Regions from separate parts of the Mus musculus genome. Here regions 2, 3 and 4 are each linked to region 1. A link is a contact called in public HiChIP or PLAC-seq and promoter capture Hi-C data. All regions are on one chromosome and are shown on one strand. Each heading gives the region's core, a stretch centred on a gene start, on an enhancer-like site or on the middle of the called end of the contact. The rest is flanking DNA. Distances are from core to core; before and after follow the strand shown.

Region 1 (2,960 bases), core at 119-2,618:
GGACCAGCTGGGATCACAGAGCTTGGGCTGGTGCATCTGGCTTTTCTCTATGACCAGTAGCTGCTTGTGTGGGTCCTAGGCAGCAAGTTCAGGTGGTCAGGCTTGCAGTGCAAGTCTTCTTTGTCATTAACCCATCTTTCCCCAGCTCCTAAGGCTCTTTAATAGTGAATATCAAAATCAGCTGGAGTGGGGGGCGGTAGTAGCAAGTGGTAGAGCACTCACCTGGAACTCAAGGTCCTGAGTTTGAGTCTCACCCACATGCACTTGTGATCTTACACCATTCTACAAAAGACATGTATGGGGAATTATATCTATTTTGCTAATTCTTTTCTTCCCCAGGGTGGTTTTCCTTGGTTTAAGCAATGGCTCCAGTCCTCATGGCACATAGGGTGTACATCTATAAAAATAGCTTCTCTTCTGTCCATTTCTCTATTTAGACCCCAGACGGTGAAGATGAGTAAGTTTTGACTCAGAAACAAGGTCAAAGTGATTTATCTTTTCCTTGCCAAAAAGGAGGGCCCAACCTGCACTGAGAGGAAAGCATGTCTGTGAGAAGAGTCGCTTTACTGTCAGGCATTTTATTTATTTATTTATTTTAAAGATTCATTTATTTATTATATGTTAGTACACTGTAGCTGACTTCAGACACTCCAGAAGAAGGCATCAGATTTTGTTACAGATGGTTGTGAGCCACCATGTGGTTGCTGGGATTTGAACTCGGGACCTTTAGGAAGAGCAGTCGGCGCTCTTAATCACTGAGCCATCTCACCAGCGCCCCACCAGGCGTTTTAAAGTAAACAGAAACACATGCGGGTAGGTCGATGGTGGAAGAGTTCAAGAGAAATCCACGGTAGTATGAAGAATTGAGTTCTAACCGCTTTGCCAATAAGACGGCAAAGTGCACATCAAGAAATAATTCACCGAATTAAGTTAACCCCGCACTTGACCATCTCCCCGTGAATTCTGTACCATTCCAAACTTCATTCTGGGCCCAATGCTAAGTGTGTGTGAAGGGCTCCTCAATTGAATGGCAGCGAAGCCCAGGGATCAGGAGCCTCAGCTGTTTGGTGCTGAGCTGCGCGGCGCACGTGGTGGCTTCTCAGCCTCTTCTGATTTGACAGGTGGAGGTGGGACGGGAAAGGCCGGGCGCCCACAGTCCTCCAAGTGGGGCAGTGTGTGGAGCCGAACGTGGGTGAAGGTAGCAGTAAAAGCACTCGAGGGCCCTCGAAAGCTTCGCTGACCCTGTGGGCCCCGGCTTCCACCCAGCGGGGCGCGGCGCGGGGCGGGGCTCCGCCGAGCTCCGCCCACCGAGTAGCGGAGGTGCTTGGGCGAGAGGGGGGCGGGAGACGCTCTGTCCCACGCTCGCCCTGTGCTCGGTGGTTTAAAGATGGCGGCGGCGGCTGGGGCGAGGAGCCGCCGGAGGGGGAGGGAGAAGGAGAGTCTGTGAGTCGCTGGGAGGCAGCGCGGCAGCGGCTCCGAGGAGTCCGCGTGGGAGCCGCCGGCAACTCCGGCCCAGAGGGCCTGGGCTTGGGCCGGAGAGACCGGAGCGGCGCCAGGAGCTCCGGAGGCCGGAGCAGAGGAGGAATGTGAGCAAGGGTCGGCGGGGGCGCGGGAGTACGCGAGCGGCGGGATGGGGCAGCAGGTGGGCCGCGTCGGGGAGGCTCCGGGGCTCCAGCAGCCGCAGCCGCGCGGGATCCGGGGCAGCAGCGCAGCCAGGCCCTCGGGCCGCAGGCGGGACCCGGCGGGGCGTACCGCAGACGCCGGCTTCAACGTCTTCACCCAGCACGGTGAGTGTGTCCGGAGCCGGTGGAGGGCATGAGGGAGGCCGGGGAGGGGTGGGGTGGGGTCGGGGCGAGGTGCGAGGCGGATGGGCAGCCTTCGGGGGGCGAGGGCTGGAGGGGTGCCCGCGAGTGGGGGCGGAATCGGCTGCCATCTGGGCCAGTCACGGGAGGCGAGGCACACCCCTCCCCCCGCCTGGCTGGCAGCGTCTGGGGGCGGCGGCGGCGGCGAGCACGAACCGGGGTCTTAGGGACCCAGGCTTGACTGTCCTGCTATCCTGGGACAGGACGGGGCGACTGTGGAACTGTGGATGGTATCCCCAGGGAGGGAAGGATGAAGGCAGGTATGAGCTCAGGTTCAGGAGGTGGGAGGATAAACCGGTTGTGAACGACGGGAACGAGTCGTGCCCTGAGGAATTGGGAAATAGGTACTGAATCTTTAAGAGATTGTGGTGGCATATTCGGTATGTGCTTTATGAACCAGGCGGTGAGCAGTGTCAGAATGGTGAACTGTGAAACCCTTTTCCGTATCTTTTTACTTTCAACAGAGTATTTTCTCCAAACTAGAAATGAAAGGCTTTGCCAAACCACCCTGTTCTGCCTATCCGAGTAGGACACAGGATTCTGAGATGGCTGGCGGGGCTGTCGATGGGTGGGCATGGTTAGGGCTTCCTTCCATGTGGTCTGAACATGAGTTTTTCTTTGAGCTGCATTGGTGTATACATATGTGCTCCGCATAGTCTGGGACTTACTCGGTGTCATATTCTTCAGAAGGGCTGTTTCTAAACTATTTAAAATTATATTTATTTTGTGTGTATGTGTATGTGCGCACACACCCATGTATGCAGAGGTCAGGAGACAACTTGGGGAGTCATTTCTCCCAGGTATTAAACTCTTTATCAGGCTTGGGGGCAAGTGCCTGAACTCTAGTAAATACAAATTTTGAGCACATACTCTTAATTTGTGTGTCTTTATTAATATAGACAAGGTTATAGTAATTAACAAATAATGTAATCAACGGTCAGAAATAGAGTATAAGAAAGGGTGCCATGAGGAAAATTAAGTATAGAGCCTTGTAAATTAGTGACAGTGTACACAGCTTATGTGAGGCCTGAGTTCAAGCCCCAGTATCGAAGAAGAAGAAGAAGAAGAAGAAGAAGAAGAAGAAGAATGAATGAATAT
Region 2 (2,791 bases), core at 181-2,680, 750 kb before region 1:
CACAAACTAGGAAACACACTCATCAGAGAAGTGACAAAGTCAGGAACCAGTCCCCACAACCATGCCACTCCTGCTCCCCACCCCTCCCCTTACCCACCCCCAGCACCCTTGACTTGAGTTAGAAAGATGTGTGTATAGCAGGGAATCTTTAAGCTGTAGAGAGGAAATTCTGTCGTGTCCACAGTACAGAGTCTACTATTTAAGCACTTGGTCTATAATAATTACCATTATTATGTTCCCTCATCTGCAAGTCTTAATTTTTCAATATTTTAACATTCCTATAATACAGCACACTTTAAAAATCCCTATACGTTTGGTGGTTTTCTTATCCTGCTACCCCTTAGGCTGTAATTAAATGAAGAGTGGGTCCCGTAATTGGCATTTTAGAATGGAGGAATAGCCAGACCAGTGACTGGAGCATGGAGCACGGGCCAATCACACACCACAGGCATACATATAGTTTAGTCTCATGGGCTTAAAGGCTAAGGTCTAAGCGAGTCCAGACCCAAGGAGAAGAGAAATAAGAATGTGGCCTGGAAGCTAAGGTGCTAGAGGTAGCAGGTCAAGAGAAGCCTGGACTGGACAGGCAAAGAGGAAAACCACCCGATGAAGACAGACATCTACCTCATAGGTAAGGATGAGAAAGGAAATGTGTATACCAACTATGTAACTTGCCACGGGGGGTGGAGAAAAGTGGTGGGGGCGGTAGAATGAATGCCAACTCTCTATCCAGCACTGTTCCACCTCGACTACTAGGGAAGTTGGCAAGAAGGGATCCCTGGATGAGGAAGGAGGCTGCTACAAAGCTGGATTGGAGAAAGGCTCAGAGAAGAGCACAGGGAACAAGAAAACCCTCTCGAAGGATAGAGACAAAGACTTGTCAGAGGAAGACGCAGGAGCAGAGGACTGAGGGGACGCGGCCAGGGAGAACTTAAAGGCTATGGATTGGGGGAGGGGAGGGACTGCGATGGACCAAGGAAGCCGCGAGGGAGGGGACGAGCTAGCGGGACGGTTGGCAGGACCTGCCGGTGGGTCGGGGAAGGCCTCCACTTCTCACCTTTCACGTCGTTAGCAAGCTCCTTCCACGTCGGGGCGAAGGCGATGCAGTGGCCACACCAGGAGGCGAAGAACTCCACCGCCCAGGCGCTGCTGGAGCCGAGCACAGTGGGACGCACCGAATCAGCATCCAGCAGCGTCAGCGGGTCAGAGGACGAGTAGAGCACTGAGAGCCGGGCCGCGTAAGCGCCGGGCCCCGAGAAGAGCAGAGGCGAGAGCAGCAGCAGTAGTAGCAGCAGCGATGGCGGCCCCGAGAGGCGGCCGCACCTCCTCATCCTAGGCGGCTTGAATGTCCACCTCCTTCAAGTTTGTGACTAGTCAGTATCCGGAGCCTGCCGCGCACCAACAGCCTCCGCCCCGGAGGAGGAGGAGGAGCTAAGAGGCTCCGCCCCGAGGCGGGGCCGACTCCCGGGACCGCCCCTGCGAGCGTGTGAGCTGCCAGAGCCGGGGTCCCGGTGCTGGTGGGCGCTCCGCGGTTCCCATCCCCCGGCGAGCCAGACCTCCGAGCTGGGTCCGGAAACGAGTGCCGCCCGGGACCTCAGGCCGCACTCGAGGTCGTTGAGGGGGCCGGGGCAACGTTTGGCCGCTCTCGGCCCCCGTATCCTACGGAAGCGGAGTCCGTTGGCATAGTCGTTACAGATTTATCTTGTTCCTGGAAAGTTCCAGGGGGCTCCTTCTCGCAGTTTTCACATTGGGAATTCGAAGTAGGTGGGAGAAAAGAGCCAGGAGGTAGGACATTGTGATTGTCAAGGCCCACAGGAGCCAGAAGCACGCACGCCTCCGGAGGCCCCACCGTCTAGGGAGCTATTGCTGGAGGGCTTCCTACGAGGGGACAGGACGCCCTCTCCCACAGTTGGCTGGGCTCTGCTGCCTTGGAGTCAAGGTTTCTTTGGCATTGACATCCCTCCACCCTTTGTTGGGTTGATTCCTTCAGGTTGGACTCCCTCCCCACAGCTCAGATGCTATATTGCCCTCAGCCTACTCAGCCTCATGCTCCTATGTTCTCTCAAGTATCCGGATCAACTAAGCTTGTGTCCACAAGTAAGAAAGTGATAGTGAATTTTCCTATGGCCACCTTTTGTACCTCGGGTGCCTTGTGAGATATCTTGAAGTGAATAGGTCATCCTCAGAATTGTCACACTGGCCTTTTTCTTTTGTATCTCTGGATTAGTTAGCCCTCTCTGTGACCCCTTGGCCTAGCCCTTAAGGTGTGTTACTCCTTTCCTTCATAAGAAACTGAGTAACGTCTCTGTGCCAGTCATGCACCAGATATTAAGAATGAGGTGATAAAAGACTGAGGGGTGTGGAACTTACAATGGGGACAGATGGTATGCAAGTGAATGTAGGTTGACTGATGACAAATATCAAGGGGAGCTATGGTTATAATAGGAGGTGGTCAGGGACAGGGACATCTGATATTTGAAGGGACCGACCGAGTCAGTAATACCGCTGAAGACCAAATACAGGTTTGTAATCTTAAAAAATAACAAACCAAAGGGCATGGTGGGGCATGTCTAAAGCCTCAGATACTCTGTAGGCTGGGATGGAACAATATGAATGCCAGGCCAACTTGGGCTACATAGTGTCTCAAAAATAAAAACAACCAAATTATTATATAAATTTCTTATCCTTTTATCTAGATCTTTCTGATAATCTGAAAACCAGTTTCTTTTTTCTGGAGTTCTTGAATTCCCCCAAGATGTCCAGTAGAGTTTGTTGGCTTTGAGGGTAACTG
Region 3 (2,700 bases), core at 32-2,531, 530 kb after region 1:
CAGAGTCAGGCCTGATGGCTCATCCTTTTCCTTGGGTTGACCTCTCTCTGGTCTCACCCAAGTGCACACACAGAGCTGCACAGAACCTGCTGACACACCCTTCAAATCTGTTTAGAGAGTTAGCTCTGGGCTGCTCAGAGATCTCCCCAGAAAGCTGTTCTGTCTAAGACAGGGGTTGCTAACCTGTGGGTCGTGACCCCTTGGTAAGGGGAAGGTCAAATGACCCTTTCACATCAGGTCGCCTAAGACCATCAGAAAGCACCGATATTTACATAACGATTCATAACAGTAGCAAAATTACAATCATGAAGTAGCAACATAAATAATGTGGTCGGGATCATTACAACTTGGGGAACTGTATTGAAGGACCACAGCATTAGGAAGGCTGAGAACCAGTGTGCTAAGAGGACAAGAGCCCACTGGCAGGTGCCCCCAACACATCCTCAGCACAAGCAGCCCGGTGCCACTTCCCTTTAGCCCACTGTCTGGGAATTTATCAAGGAGACTAATCAGGCTTTTAACTTGCACATCTTCCTGGTAGGGCTGCAGTGTGGAGCGTCAGGAGCTGAGAAGAGCCCTGGGTGTGCAGGGGTGCAGACAGGGAGGGGTGCTGTGAGAGAAGCCGAGAGTGTGGCTTCTATGCCAGCCAGCCAGCCAGGCTACACGTGCTGAATTTTGGAGTAGATCTGCAGACGTGAGCCCCAAGTTAGGGTCTAGTAGGGCAAATGGGAGGTTGACAAAACTGGACTTTGTCTAGCACTTTATGTATATAAGAGACGAATTAAAATACGATTGCTCTTCCTGTCCCCAACTCTTGTGTATCTTCTTTCTTCCTTTTCTCTCCACACTTTCTCTTCTCCACCGTTCCATATAACCTTTATTTGATTCTAGAAGTTAAAATAAAAAATAGTGCTCTTTTCTCCCCCATTTAAATATTTAAAAGGTTTTAAGAGGTCAGCCTTAGCACCTAGCCACAGTAACCCGATTTTCTGAGGACATGCTCTGTAGCCCTGGGCCTGGCTCACACACTCACTCAGCCAACGCTGGTGAAGTGTACGAAAGGTTGGATGACAATCTCTTTACTGTAGATTCATGTACTGGCTTTGTCTGGGACTAATCTCTCTGAGAATGAACACTAGTAAACACACGAGTCTGTATCATCAGGCGCCCGGAGATCCACAAAATCCCAAGGTGGTACCCAGGGTCTAGACTCCTAGTTTGTCTAGTCCCCGTTGCATCCTGGCTGCTTTGGCTTCTGGGAAGTTCAGTGGGCAGAGACTAATGGGGCTGTGGCGCCCTCTGCTGGCGCGTTTTCATGACTGCTCTCCCCACCCCTCTTCCCTTCCCGCCTGGGAATACAAGGTCTTTGTTTTGTATTGGATTTAGGAAAAGGTTCCGGTCTCACTCTAAGCCCTTTTCTCTGTCAAGGTCAAATCTGAGAGTGTTTTATGCTAATAAAACTGAGCGCCAGAGGGAGCGTCTAGGTACCAATAACCCCAATGAAAGGAGGGTCGACAGCCTCTCCGGTCTGTCCGGGGTGGGGGTGGGGGTGGGGCCTCAAATAGAAACGACTTCTACTCCAGGTCTGCTCTGTCGTCCCTTAAGAAAAGCAAGAGATGTTTCTCCCCGCTAGAAGAAACAACTCCGAGACGGTTCTTGCACAGAAGCAGGGCTGCACTTTCACTAACACATCACTTCGGTTCTCCCCTGAGGCTTGAGGAACAGCTGGACAGAAAGCCAAAGGATTCTGTCAGGGCTAAGCCTCCCCTCCCCCGGGAGCAGGTATTAGATTGTCCTGAAGGGCACTGGGCACAGCGGCTAAGCCGGAGACCCCATCCACACAGCAGACTTGAACTTTGGAGCCACCAAGCAGGGCTTCTTAGAGTGTATGTCCAGGGCAGGTTCCCACTCTGTAGGTCAGAGCCAGCGAAGTGCCTTTCTGACAAGTGCTCAGACAGCGATGATGCCAGCAGTCCTAGGCTTCCCTGTGAGAAGCAAGTGCAAAGAGGAAACTGCCAACCAATGCGAGCCCTGTTCAAATCCCAGCTCAGCCGCCTGCGACATGACCTTGGAAGGAATTACTTTCACCCGTCTCTTGGCTTGTTTTGTTCTGTATAAAGTGGTACAACCCTTTGAATGACTTCACAGAATGCGAAAAGATTCCATGTTTTTTTTTTTAAATAATAAAATGAAGCAATGCCAGTTGTCACGTGTACTCAGCCTGTCTGCCTGCCACACTATTGATACATTGTGTTTGCCTTCCCACCTGGTAACTGTCATGGTCACCCAAGTCTAGGGGAGACAAGAGCAACTTTGCTGTTAAATAACTTGCCCTCTAGAGAAGACAGACCCGAGTCACAGAGGCTGTGCTATCTGCAGAGCTGGTGACAAGTCTGCTTCCAGGGCTAGGCAGACCAAGGAAGGCAAGGAATGCTGGGAGTGAGAACTAGTATTTACATACAATAAATAAGGCAATTTCCAGTGAGGGGGCCGTGGGGACAGCGGAGGAGCAAGAAGAGCCCTGAAACAAGAGTGGACATAATACATTTGAAGAAATGCTAAGAGAACAGTGTGGCTAGATCCAGAGAGTGAGGCGACAGTAACACGGGGCTGGGAGTGGTGAAGATGGAGACGGATGAGCCCGGGTGGTGTGGGTGCGTGTTTTTAACCTCAGCACTCTGGAGGCAGAGGCAGGTGGAT
Region 4 (2,731 bases), core at 16-2,515, 590 kb before region 1:
AATACAAGCGAAGGGAGCAGGTTAACATGGCAACACTAACGACTTCTCCAATTTCAAAACAAGAAACACCAGCAAAACAATTAAGTAGAGTACATGGATACCGACCACTATTCCTAAGGGCCTATTTTTTCCCCCCAAATGAAACATTTGTTACAACATCAAAAAATCCATTTAAAAAAAAATCTATACCTATTTGCAAGTTCCGAACTTGAAAACTAAAACCCTGGCAAATTTCTGCCTGTATCTGTGACATTAACTAAATATGATTTAGCATATTAGTCTGAATTTAAAAGAGGGGGGAGGGGAGGGAAAGTGACAACTTCCAACGTGTAAGGCTTGTTAAATGTCACCCCCTCTCCACCCAATCATGTGTGAATAAGCCGGTGGACTCCATTCAACAACTGCTGCTGGACTGGAGGTGATCAAAGTTTTCCCCATACTGCACTTTGAGAATATTACACCCAGGAAAAGGAACAGAAACTGTTCCTGACACTGGAGCTAGTGCCCCGGAATTTCCCAAAATATGCTCGATCTCCAAACGAAGAAGGGACACTTCGGAGACCAAAGGTGAGAGGTGGCTTAACTCTATGCAGACAAGAGGAGGGGCGAGGGTGCTGAGGGCGACACTGGCAGGTAAGCAAAGAAATCTTGTCTTCCGTGGGCACCAGTAGGTCCGGGAGCCCAGGTCTCAGGATGACCCTCCAGGAAAAGTCTCGGGACCCAAGGAGGGTCCCCGGGGGGGACGTCAGGCAGTGCCAGGGGGGCCCCGCCCCGCCTCTCTGGCCACCTCGGGGACCTGGGACCGCGGACAGAGACATCCGAGGCGGAGCAGGCTCCGCCAGGTCTCCCCGCAGCTCACCTGAGAGTGTCGCCTCCGCCCTCGGCTCCCACGGTGCATCCCGCGGGGCCTGGCGGAGGGTGCAGTGACGCCGCCCCGACCGGCCCCAGGGCTGCCCGGCCTGGCCTCCCCGCTCCGGGGACGCACCGGGTGCCCGCCTCGCCCCGGCTCCCGGGATCCGCCGGGCGGCAGGCAAGGAAGGAGAGGCGCAGAGGCGGCCTTCCTCTGCCCCGCCGCGAGCCCCCTCCCGAGCTGCGGCTCTCCGCAGTCCTCTCAGGCGCAGGTCCGGCCCCGCTCCCCCGCCCCGGGAGTCACTTCGGCAGCGGCGGCCCAGTCGCCATTACAGCTCAACAACTGACACGGAGGAGGAGCGGCGCCGGCGGCAGTGGCGGTGGCGGCGGCGCGAGGCAGGGCGGGAGCAGTCAGGGAGGGAGAGGGCGGGGGGGGGGGGAGAGAGACTCGCCAAACCTCGCGAGAACTGTCCGGAGACGGTTCCGCAGGAATGCAACCCTGGGTGAAGGCCAGCCATGTTGAGTGTGGCCGACGGAGGAGCGCGATCGGACCCGAGGCTAGAGGATGCGGGGAAGCCATCTTTGGTGTGGCGCTTTGGGAGCTCGGCGGGACTCGGGAGGAGCCAGAGTCTATCCGCAGAGGAGACCACCCCCTTCCCTTTGACGCTAATTGGGCCTTCTGGCTGAGCGGGTCACCCCCGAGCCAAAACACGCTGAGGACTTGACAAGGGTGACCCAGGGATCCGGGACCCGGCAGACGATTCAGAAGGAATCGTCACTCTAGGCGGATCGGAGTAACCGCAGCTTTGCGGCTGCTCGCTGCTGTCACTGCGGCCCTCTCATTGGCCAGGGGTTTACAGTTCTGTTCAGCACGCACACTGATGGCTTAAGCTCTTTCCAAAACAAGCAAAAACTACGTTTCCTTTCCCTTCGGTGTTGTGGTTTGAGAAGCCCTCTGGGGTCAACATATTTTCTCTTAGCTTTGTCTTTGTCACCAGCCTCCGCTTGGTGAATTTTATCGTCTGTCAAGACTGTAAAGGACAGCTTTTCTGCGAATAATGCCTGACACCTTCCGCTAGGTGCTCACTGCAGCTAAGCTCTCCACCTTCTGGGCTCCGATAGTTACTTTGCCTCGAAATTATTTCTCATCTAAAGTACCATGGGTGTCTTAAAGTCTCCTTTTTCTATGTATACCCAGTAGGGCCTGGCACAGTAACTACAACACTGTAGATGTTCAATAAATGTTCGCTACCTTGACCATATCAATAAAAGCAGACGACAATAACTGATCCTCCCCATAAGACAGCCGCGCCTCAGCAGGAACTACGTGAATGTACAAAAGTCCTGCACATATGTCAATGTATACACCCTCCCTGAGAACAGCACTTCAGCAAAGAATGAGAGTTGTGGAGATCCCGAGTACGCAAGCAGTAGCAAGAAAAAGATTTGAAAGGTGGAACTGCGGCAGGGAAATGGATTAGCAGGTAAAGGGAATTGCCACCACGCCTGGCGATCTTAGTTTGATCCCCGGACCCAGAATGGTGGACCAAGAGAGCAGATTCCTCTAAGGTGTCCTCTGATCTGCATTGCGTGCAGGTGCATGAGAAGACATGTATGATTACATACATACATACATACATACATGTAATAAAAAGAAAAGTGAAATTTACCTTTTCTCCAGCCTAGTTATTTTAAAGAACGTATCCAATCCCCTTATTGAGTTATGATTACTTTTTAATAGTGGGTTCTGAAACACTATCTGCCCAATATTATAGCACCAATCAATGGGAAATAATCTCCTTTACTCTAAAGCTAACATAGTTTCCCACCTCCTACGTTACCTCGTGATCAACAGAAAGGCAATGAGGTTTTTGTTATGGTG

The links. Promoter capture Hi-C pulls out the DNA fragments that hold promoters and counts their contacts. HiChIP or PLAC-seq counts read pairs in DNA pulled down with a chosen protein or histone mark.
Region 2: a promoter capture Hi-C map of pre-B cells shows a contact between it and region 1, with 2.6 times the contacts expected there. The contact joins the promoter of Qsox1 here to the promoter of Abl2 in region 1. A contact is called at or near these places in 1 of 39 promoter capture datasets (pre-B cells) and 1 of 115 datasets of contacts at active chromatin or transcription factors (extraembryonic endoderm stem cells).
Region 3: a contact with region 1 is called in a FOXA1 HiChIP or PLAC-seq map of pancreatic cancer cells. The contact joins the enhancer-like site here to the promoter of Abl2 in region 1. A contact is called at or near these places in 3 of 484 Hi-C or Micro-C datasets (the N1E-115 cell line, embryonic fibroblasts and embryonic stem cells) and 2 of 115 datasets of contacts at active chromatin or transcription factors (embryonic stem cells and pancreatic cancer cells).
Region 4: an H3K4me3 HiChIP or PLAC-seq map of bone marrow-derived macrophages shows a contact between it and region 1, with 6 times the contacts expected there. The contact joins the promoter of Cep350 here to the promoter of Abl2 in region 1. A contact is called at or near these places in 3 of 39 promoter capture datasets (the HPC-7 cell line, cranial neural crest and hippocampal neurons), 3 of 484 Hi-C or Micro-C datasets (CD4 T cells, erythroblasts and regulatory T cells) and 1 of 115 datasets of contacts at active chromatin or transcription factors (bone marrow-derived macrophages).

The regions. Positions count from the first base shown.
Region 1 is chr1:156,557,419-156,560,378 of GRCm38.p6, forward strand. Abl2 (v-abl Abelson murine leukemia viral oncogene 2 (arg, Abelson-related gene)) reads left to right here and starts at 1,369. Exons shown (of 12, transcript NM_009595.3): 1 at 1,369-1,787. The coding sequence starts at 1,631.
Region 2 is chr1:155,811,469-155,814,259 of GRCm38.p6, forward strand. It overlaps Qsox1 (quiescin Q6 sulfhydryl oxidase 1), which reads right to left and starts at 1,431. Exons shown (of 12, transcript NM_001024945.1): 1 at 1,058-1,431. The coding sequence starts at 1,331.
Region 3 is chr1:157,085,005-157,087,704 of GRCm38.p6, forward strand. No RefSeq gene overlaps it. Among named protein-coding and RNA genes, the nearest start is that of Gm30568, 4.7 kb to the left of the region's middle. Within about 2 kb of position 1,282, at least 53 of the 459 cell types and tissues checked have an H3K27ac peak or open chromatin away from gene starts, as enhancers often do. A contact at or near this core is called in the N1E-115 cell line and pancreatic cancer cells, where this site is marked.
Region 4 is chr1:155,971,990-155,974,720 of GRCm38.p6, forward strand. Cep350 (centrosomal protein 350) reads right to left here and starts at 1,266. Exons shown (of 38, transcript NM_001039184.1): 1 at 860-1,266.